3 separate regions of the Mus musculus genome follow, and regions 2 and 3 are each linked to region 1. The links are chromatin contacts, called in public HiChIP or PLAC-seq maps. All regions are on one chromosome and are shown on one strand. The core of a region is the stretch at or near the end of the contact, and the rest is flanking DNA. Distances in the headings are between cores, read along the strand shown. Region 1 has its middle 20 kb from the start of Mrpl46. Region 2 overlaps E430016F16Rik (RIKEN cDNA E430016F16 gene). Region 3 holds the start of Det1 (de-etiolated homolog 1 (Arabidopsis)).

Region 1 (2,727 bases), core at 65-2,564:
ATCGTTCATTCATTCATTCATTCATTCATTCATTCATTTTGTAGTGCTGGGGGGTTGAACTCATAGACTCACGATGCTATGCAAACACTTTAGCACTGAGCCACACCTGTAGCCCTTAAGTGTCTGCATTTAAAGAAGAATCTTCTACCTGTTGCCAGGGCCCCATTCATTCTGTCTATGAGTGAGGTTGTAGTGGATCCCTCACACCCGTGGCGTGCTGGTAGGTAAGCATTTGGAGGTGGTGGATGGGTGGTAGGTGTCCTTGATATGGTACCTCATGCTGATTTCCTTGGTGTAAATACTCCCGTCAGGGTTAGCTTTGAGGTCCCACTCACTGCAGAGCTGAGAAGAGGGGCATGCTAGTAGCTGTAAAGAGTTGGTTCCAGTGATGCTCAAGCCTGTGGCCCATGGGTGGGAGGAGGTTCCGTAACAAGTATTCCATGGCACAGATGTAGCTCAGAGGTGGAGAGTGCTTGCCTTGCATACGCAAGGCCCTGGGTTTGGTGCCAGCACTGGAAATAAAATGACAGGTGTTCATACTGGTTGGTAAATGGTCACTATTTCAAGAGCCCCTCCCTTATCCCATTAGCCTTGGCCTTCCTCCAGTGAGCATCTTAACCTCTCAGTCATCCATCTACCACAACAGTGGGCCCGAGTCAGTGATCTAGTCAGTGCTACTCCTGGTTGATCATGGCTGAACTGGACCAGTAGATAAATGACTTGGGTATCACAGGCCTGTGTCCCCCAAGATGTTATGTTCGTTTATCTAGTGTCCCTGACTTATGGGCGTGCTTCATTGCTGTCAGCTACTTTCTGAGACCTCCTCCCCTTGCAGTCTCAAAGAATGGCTATAAGACAAGGGACAAACGTTGTATCTGGAGTCTGAACTGGTGTAATTGGAGGTGTCTATCCCCATTAGAATAGAGTCGTACATGGTTTGCTTAAATGATTAAAAATGCAATCAATATGACCAGCTTCACTGGCTTGGAGTATCATATTTCTTTTATTTCTCCAATTAGCTGCTTGAGCAGGCTTGATTATTCAAAAGTTTATTTAGGATTGCTCTTTTGAGGCTTTTTGCCCCATTGAGTTGTTGGCTCCTTATGAAGGAAGTAGTCCTAGTTTCAAACGCCAGGCAGAAAAACAATTCGAGTCAGATCAGTTGGCTGGCTGGCAGGTTGGGTTGGTGGCTTTGCTCAGGACTCAGAGCCTGAGTGATGTGCCAAAATAGTTGGATGCAGGCAATTGGGAGCAAGGCAGGCATAGAAACGGGTGGGATGGGCTGGAGGTGTCAACAGAGTGTGGTGAGGTCTGTGGTGAAGTGTGTGTCTCACGAGCCAGCTGTGGCCACGTAGGAGCGTGGGCCCAAGGTTAACGGTCTGTCTTGTATTTTCAAAGGAAACCACATATGTGTGGGGATTTGTTTTTGAGACATAGTTGGCATCCAATAAAACACAAAGTTAATGAGTTTTCACATATGTGTCCATTCTATGTATGTAAGCCTAATCCATGTAAAGATCTGGTCGGTTCCCACCCCCAGAAATGCCCTGCCTGTTTGGTTCTGGTCACTGGGGTGACTGTTGCCTTGAATAGACAGAGATGAACTTCCTTTGCCCTTAGAGCTCCTGTGGTAACGTCACAGTCTATATCCTCTCACAGCCACCTTTTCTTAAGCCTTTTCTAGATTTATGTGCATTTTGTTTTTGTTTTTATTTTGTTTTAAGACAGGTTCTTACTATATAACCCAGGCTGGCTATGAACTCTCAATTTTCCTGCTTCAGCCTCTTAAAACATTAGCTTTCTGTGCCCAGCTCCACTGTCAGGATTTATTCGTGTTGCACGAACCACTGGGTCATTCCTTTCTGTGGCTGAGTATGACAAAATTCTCAAATTTGTCTGTGCACGCTCTCGCTGAGGAACACATGTCTGGCATGTTCCTTCCCAACTACTATGGACTTTGGTGAACAAAGCTACCGTGAACTTTCCAAGAGTCTCTTTTTGTACACACAGGCATTCATTTTATCTTAGAGGCATACATACACATGAGTGGGCAGGGAGATTGGTGCATGTAACTGGTTCGATTCCTTAATGATCACATCCATTTACACTGCTGCAGTGTGGGGGAGCTCTGGTGGCTCCCCTCTTCGTTGGCACTCTTGGCCATTCCAATGACTGTGCAGTGGAACCCCAGTGCGAATTTAACTTGTGTTTCCTCAATGAATGATGAGTTGGTCATTTTGACATATATTTTTTGGCCAGTTTGTTTTCTGGAGCTGAGGAGTTCCTTAGTAGTAGACATCTTGCCTAGTAGGTGAGAGATGGATTGATAGCATTGCAAGAAAAAAAAAATAAGGAAAACCAACCAACCAAACTCCTTCTAGTTCAACTTCTTCTCTTCCTCTTTTTTTCCACCAAACTTGAGGTAGTTTGTCATTGTCATTATGGCTGTTGTTATTTTACGTTTGTTTACTTTGTGTGTGTGTGCACATGTGGAGGGTAGCCCTTGGGAGTTGATCCTCTCCTCCTACTATGTAGATCTGGGGATCTGACGCGGGTCTTCAGGCTGGGTGTAAGTGTCTTTACCCGATGAGCCATCTTGCTGGCCCTTATTGGTTTGCATCACATGTATATTACTTATATGTATTCTTTAGGCTTTATTTGGTTAGTAATTTTATTTTATTTTAATCCATTGTGGTCAGAGAACTTGCTGTATGATCTTAGGATTTT
Region 2 (3,091 bases), core at 206-2,705, 70 kb after region 1:
GGTACACGAGGCTGTTCCTTTCAGTTTTCATTCATTTCTTTTCAATGACAACTGAGCTAGGTGGACAATTATTCCCAGAATTCTCTCACCATGAGGGCATCTCTAGTCCTGCCCAACAGCTTTGCCTGTAGCTAAGATGTGGGCAGATTTTTGGCCTCACCTGTTTAAGCCACAACTTCATTCTTTTGGTACAGTGTGTATTGTCTCTTCCAGTAGCTTTAAAGGAGCAATAGCAAGGGCTGGCGATTCAACTCAATGCCATCTACTCTGTTCTGTCACTACCAGGGAAACTGAGGCAGAGCATAGGGCCTTCTCTGCTGGGTGATGGTATCTCACAATTCTTGGAAGCTTCAGTCCAATGAGAATGATCATGAATTCATTTGTATGGGACTTCCTTGAAGGTGAAAGCAGCTGTATATTGTGTGTAGCTGTATACCCATACTCTGAACTTTGGCATTTGGGATTTTAGACTTTATTTTTAATTATGTGTGTATGTATGTTTACATGCACACTTGCATGTGTGCACTCAGTCAGGTGCTTATGGAGGCCAGAAAACAGGTTTGATTTTTCTGGAATTGGAGTTTACAGGTGTTGTGATCTGCTTTTCATGGATGCTGGGAACTATAGGGAGTACTGTAGGCATAAACTTTTTTCAACTTACTTTAATAAGGTTTCAACCTCTTCCTCTACCCCACCACCTACCTGAGGTAGTGGAAGAGAAAAGTTATTAGGGTATGGGGGGAAGTAGATCTGTTTAGAAATAGTTCTTTGAGGTTGAGTCTAATCTTCATTGTTAGGATATCATAGTTCAGTCCAGTAGCAAACACCACATATGAACCAGCAGCTGCAGTCCAGTCTACTTGGCAGTCACCACATACAAACCAGTAAGGGCAGTTCAATCCAGAAGAAAGCACAAGGCTTGCCAACTGGCCTGAGGCTGTGGAAGTGGCAAGAAGACACAAGAAGCAGCAGGAACCTCATGAGAAGTTCTTTGGGGGAGTTTTTCTTTTTTCTTTTCTTTTTCTTTTTTTATTATTGGGTATTTATTTCATTTACATTTCCAATGCTATCCCAAAAGTCCCCCCACCCTCCCACACCCACTCTCCCACCCACCCACTCTGCGGGAGTTTTTCTTTATGAAGTTGGCAGAAGCTGAGCTCAGGAACACAATGTAAGGCAAACCAATACATGCATGCTGTCAGTGAAGAGTAGCTAGGTAGAGCTCGAGTTCCTATTGTCTGTGGGGTCATATTTATATTCCTTCTAGACATTATACATCCCTTTTCATATCTACTTTAGCAAGACATCCTTTTAGCTGTGTGCCCCAGCAAAGATATCATTTGACATAACTGACTTTCCAAAGAAACCAGAAGTTTACACTTCAAGGTACAGAGGTCTTTGTACTTACTTGGGGAACCACAATGTTAGAAACACAGGGTTTTCTCTTCAAAGGGAGAGAGGCATAATCTGTATTCTACCCAGAAGACTGGGAGCAGATGTGGTTAATAGCCTGGTAACCTTTGTGCTATTTCTGTGGCCACAATGAATCTTCCCCCAGTTCCTGAGCTCATTTCTCAGTTAATGTATAGAACCAATCTTTATGAAAGTTGTCACATGTACTTTACAAAGTAGTAGTCTTATGTAGGAGTAGTCTTTGATGTAGCCTTGTCTTAAGCTTTGTTTTCTGCATAGGATTGAGTTAACTATCATCAGGAAACTTTATTCCAAATTATGCTGTGCTAAAATAAACTACTCAGGGTCAGAATCAACACCAGCGACTGAGTCATTTTGAAATGGACTGCCTTCTTGCCTCCTGCAGACTGTTATTCTGTTGGTCATGATGTTTGAGGAGACTCCTGCAGGGAACCACATTCATGTTCTCCGCAAAAGCAGTGTGTGTGCTTACCTTCCCTCTAGTAGACACCACATTTGAGATCTTAAACTTCTTTTGAAAGCAATTCCAATCAAGGGAAGGCCCCATGTCCTTAACCTTCTCTGTGGCTAGAGATGGCCCTCTGGCAATAGGATCTCAGATATTTGGTGCTCACCTCTAAGTGCACACTCCTCTGTCATTCCATGGAGAGTCTAGCCTAAAAGCTAAAAACAACATCCTCTCCATCACTCTGTGCTTTGCAGCTGAGAAGGCTCGAGTATCTTGTCTGCTTTGTCCAAGGTCCCTTCAAATGGTAAGTGGCTAGATTCATACACAGGTCTCTTGTTCCAAGCCAATGGCTCCTTTCACTTCACAACCCCATTAATGGAGCTGTTTCCATTTCTTTGATGCTGGAAGAGAATCTTGGACATTCGAGTTGCAGAAGCAAAAGTGATGCCAGGGAAGTGATTTAGCCCAACTCTCTCATTTTGCAGAGGAAGGAACTCAATTCCCAAGTAAGAGTGGCTTAGTAGCTCATGACCTGTCTCTACCCTACAACTTCCTTTTTTTCCTTGAGACAAGGTTTTACTATGTAGCCCTGGCTGTCCTGGAATTTACAGTATAGACAAAGCTAGCCTTGAACTCACAGAGATCTGCCTGCCTCTGCCTCCCCTGTACTAGAACTGAAGATGTGCCTACCACACCTAGCTTATTTTACTTTAATTATATTCACATGAGTGTAGGTGCCCACACAGGCCAGAAGAGGTTGTTGAACCAATTGGAGCTTATAGGCAGTTTATGAGCCTTACAATGTGTATGCTGGGAACTGAACAATGGCTCTGTGAAAAGAGCACATGGAGTACATGTAATTATCTGCTGAGCCATCGCCCTAGTTCCACACAAGCTCTTTCAAGTTCTACTTCCTCCCCCCAAGTAGTTCAAGCCATGACAATATTTTCCTTATTTCTGTCCAGTTGGTTGCTGTCTGTGGACATCTCATCCTTGTTTCATAGCATCACCACCTAGACACTTCTCTGATCATCTTGTCTCTTGCAGGCTAGGTTTTGTGTTTTCTACTCATGTGATATACTGGACCTTATTGCCTTTAGGATATTACCATGTACATTGCTAATAGCTGGTTGACTCATTCCAGAGCTTCCCACCTATAAGGAGAGAAATAGAGTTTGTTTTAGTTTTTGTTCCCTAGTACTAGGTATC
Region 3 (3,147 bases), core at 184-2,683, 84 kb before region 1:
TGTTTATTTTGCTTTGCTTTGGGGCAAGGTGTCATGTAGCCAAGGTCAACTTGCTGTGCAGCCAAGACAGGCCTTGAGCTACTGATTCCTCTGCCTCCCTTCCTAAATGCTGGGGTTATAATCTGTGGCCCCACCCCTACTGGCTCTTATTCTTGTATGAACTTGTGCAAGAGATGTATGTCCCCTTTGGGTCTCAGTTTCATCATGGGAAAGGAAGAGAGTTGTGGCTGGAAAGCTTTAGTAATATTTTATCAAGACTTCAAGTATTTAGGGCTAACAGGTTTAATACTTGGGATAACCTTAAGAGGCAGGTATAGTCATTTTCCAGAAAAAGGCATGAGGTTTCTAAAGCCAGCACCTAAGAATACTGAGCCTGGAAATGGTAGGACTGGGCCAGAAACCTATCATTCTCTTCATAGTCAGTCTATATCCCCAAGTCACCTTTCCCCTTTAGACCTTAATTTTCCTCTCTCCCTGGTCAAAGTCAACACATATCCCTTTCTCATGTGTTGGTCTGCAGAGATATTCATTCTCTGAGTCCTTTGGGTATGGAGAGGGTTGGGAGAGAGAGCAAGGCTCAACCTAGCCTCTAATTCTATATCCTATGTCTCAGAAGAGCTGGGGATATAGAATGGAGATGGCATGGGGGTCCAGAAGAGATAGACCACAATGGATTACTGATGGAATATTTACTGAGATTCTATAAGATGTCAAACCTTGTTATGGGGTGGGAGGTGGGGCTGGAACAGAAAATAAGACAAAAATCCCTGTTCTCAGTTTATAATCTACCAAAGGGAGGAGAGACACAACAAAGCAATACACATCAACAGAAACAGATATTTGACAGTGGTGGGTGAACAGTGGCGGTGGCTACCCAGAAGCCTTAAGAGAAGATATTTTGGGTTTGGTTTCCTGCCAAAGCATCAAAAATAAACCATACACCCAAATACAAACGCGCGCGCGCGCACACACACACACACACACACACACACACACACACACGCAAGCACAAAGGAGAGAAGCCACCGACTCACAGGGAAGAAATAGCTTGTAAGAAAAAAGAAAATTAAATGAAGTAACGTGTAGGTGAAAAGGCCAGTCAATGGTATTGGATTCATTTAGTACAGAAGCTTTTATTGTATCCCCACGTGCAACCACGAGCATGGAAAACGCAGTGACATGGTGCATGTATAATCCATCTTCCACCAGTATGCAAGAAGCAGGTGAAAACTTAACTCCTACTCATAGTAGTTATGAACGTGCCTTGGATCACTTGGTCCGGGGCTTATCCAGCCTCTATGGTCTCGATCTCTCCTCCGGACGCCAGGGTGCGCTGCGCCGCTCCTTAGCTGCATGGCGTCTCGATCTTCCGATCTTCCCTTCTCGCTGCGCAGCGCTTCCGGTAGCGGGCGGAAACCCGGGCTGGTGGCTGCCGACGCCGGGGTCCCGAGGCATGGTGGGGGCGGGGCCGGGGGAGGTGTGCGCGGAGCAGGCTAGGGCGACCCTTGCCCTGGCCCCATGAGCCAGGACTCGACAGGTGAGGACTTGCCCTTTGCGGCCCGCGAGAGCTCCGCGGCGGGCTCCTCCCCGCATGCTCGCCGGGTCTCAGGAGCTCCGGCCCCCGGCTTTGCCCGGGGAGGCCCCGCCCTGGGCTTTTCTTTCCGGGGGCGACCATGGGCATGTGTGTCTGCCTCTTGGCATCCTTTTCTTGTTTTGGAAGCAGTCGCCAAGAGTGTGGGGACATGTGCACTTGCTCCAACGAGGAATAAACCTTGCGTTCACACAATTAGTGACCCGCTTTAGCCAGGCTTTCGTTTCAGACCGCACCGCACCAAAGCGTCTACCATGTGCCAGCCCCAGGGCTGGAAGAGTATACCGCGGTGACCGAAGTAGACCTGGTTACTTCCATTAGAGAGGGTACAGTTCAACGAGGAGACTCAAACATTAAACACAACCATGCAAGCGACCGTGTAAATTAAAAAAAAAAAATGTGACAGATGACTAGAGAAAGAAACAAGAAAAAGATGAGTCCTTTAGGTGGGGTGGTCAGAAAGACTTCCCCAAAACTTGACACTACTAACGTTGCAACGAGAGAATTTATGGCGTGGACCGGAGAGAATGTCTTCCGGAAAATGAAAGTTCCCCTGTGGTTACCCACGTTAGCCAAGAAGATGGCTTGAGGTATGCCCACCGTTTAAGAAGGAAGCTTGCTACGTGTTAAGCACTGTGGTGGGCATACAACAGATAAGTGTATACTTGACCCAGAGAGATCACCATAAATATACACATTAGTAAAATACAGAGAGTTGCAATTGAGTGGCTAGTGTGTTGGAATCTATGTCTCACTAAGTGAAGGAAGGCCTTCAAAGACAGGATGATGAGGCTGATATTGGAGACAGTTCTCAAAGGTGAAGAATTTAGTGTCTACAAAAGACCAGATAGTAGAGTTCAGTGTGTGGTCTGTTGCAGTCACTCTGCTCTTTTCCTAGGGCTAAAGTGGCTCTAGGCAATATGCAAATGAGCGAGTGGCTTTCAGGGAAGGGTTCCTTCCAAAAAACAACCAGAGGTGGTAGTTTAGAGACCTGACTCCCTCTGGTCTGGCGGCTCTGCAAGCCTTTTAGATCTTTATCCAATGGATGTAGCTTGTATGAGGATAAGCTTGAAACAAAAGGATTGCAAAACAATACCCTGACTATGTGTTGTAAGGGTTTTGTTTGTTTTGTGGTCCTGGGGAATCTGTTATGCTGCTCTTTATGAAAGCCTTTGCCAGAACACTACTACCACCTCCAAGCTTTTGAGATAGATCTCTCTCTCTCTCTCTCTCTTTCTATTATTGATGTGCAAACCTTCTTTGTTGGCCATTTGTATTTGAATCTGGGTTTGTGGCTATTTGTCGAGTTCTAAGAGTTCATTAAATATGTTAAGTATTAACCCCTTACCAGATATTTGGACAGCAAATACTCTGTTCACCCTGTAGGTTTTCCTTTCCCCTTTCCCTGGGGTAGCAGGGTAGGAGGTGGGTAGGGGTTTTGAGACATGGCCTAACTGTGTATGTAGCTCTGACTGTCCAGGAACGCACTATGTAGAGTAGGCTGGCCTCAAACTCACAGAGATCCACGTGCCTGCGGTTGGTCCAGGCCTTATTAA

What was found. HiChIP or PLAC-seq counts read pairs in DNA pulled down with a chosen protein or histone mark.
Region 2: a BATF HiChIP or PLAC-seq map of CD8 T cells shows a contact between it and region 1, with 6 read pairs. The contact joins two enhancer-like sites. A contact is called at or near these places in 2 of 15 datasets of contacts at CTCF or cohesin (CD8 T cells and large pre-B cells), 9 of 484 Hi-C or Micro-C datasets (CD8 T cells, bone marrow-derived DN3 thymocytes, effector CD8 T cells and 5 more) and 3 of 115 datasets of contacts at active chromatin or transcription factors (CD8 T cells, the SCID.adh cell line and thymic regulatory T cells).
Region 3: an H3K4me3 HiChIP or PLAC-seq map of the SCID.adh cell line shows a contact between it and region 1, with 11 read pairs. The contact joins the promoter of Det1 here to the enhancer-like site in region 1. A contact is called at or near these places in 3 of 39 promoter capture datasets (the C10 cell line and liver), 1 of 484 Hi-C or Micro-C datasets (the C10 cell line), 1 of 115 datasets of contacts at active chromatin or transcription factors (the SCID.adh cell line) and 3 of 9 other capture datasets (adipose tissue, liver and pancreatic islet).

What each region holds. Positions count from the first base shown.
Region 1 is chr7:78,761,803-78,764,529 of GRCm38.p6, reverse strand. No RefSeq gene overlaps it. Among named protein-coding and RNA genes, the nearest start is that of Mrpl46, 20 kb to the left of the region's middle. Within about 2 kb of position 1,314, at least 7 of the 459 cell types and tissues checked have an H3K27ac peak or open chromatin away from gene starts, as enhancers often do. A contact at or near this core is called in CD8 T cells and the SCID.adh cell line, where this site is marked.
Region 2 is chr7:78,691,590-78,694,680 of GRCm38.p6, reverse strand. All of the region lies in intron 5 of E430016F16Rik (RIKEN cDNA E430016F16 gene), which reads left to right. Among named protein-coding and RNA genes, the nearest start is that of E430016F16Rik, 25 kb to the left of the region's middle. Within about 2 kb of position 1,455, at least 12 of the 459 cell types and tissues checked have an H3K27ac peak or open chromatin away from gene starts, as enhancers often do. A contact at or near this core is called in CD8 T cells and the SCID.adh cell line, where this site is marked.
Region 3 is chr7:78,845,497-78,848,643 of GRCm38.p6, reverse strand. It overlaps Det1 (de-etiolated homolog 1 (Arabidopsis)), which reads left to right and starts at 1,433. Exons shown (of 5, transcript NM_029585.3): 1 at 1,433-1,537.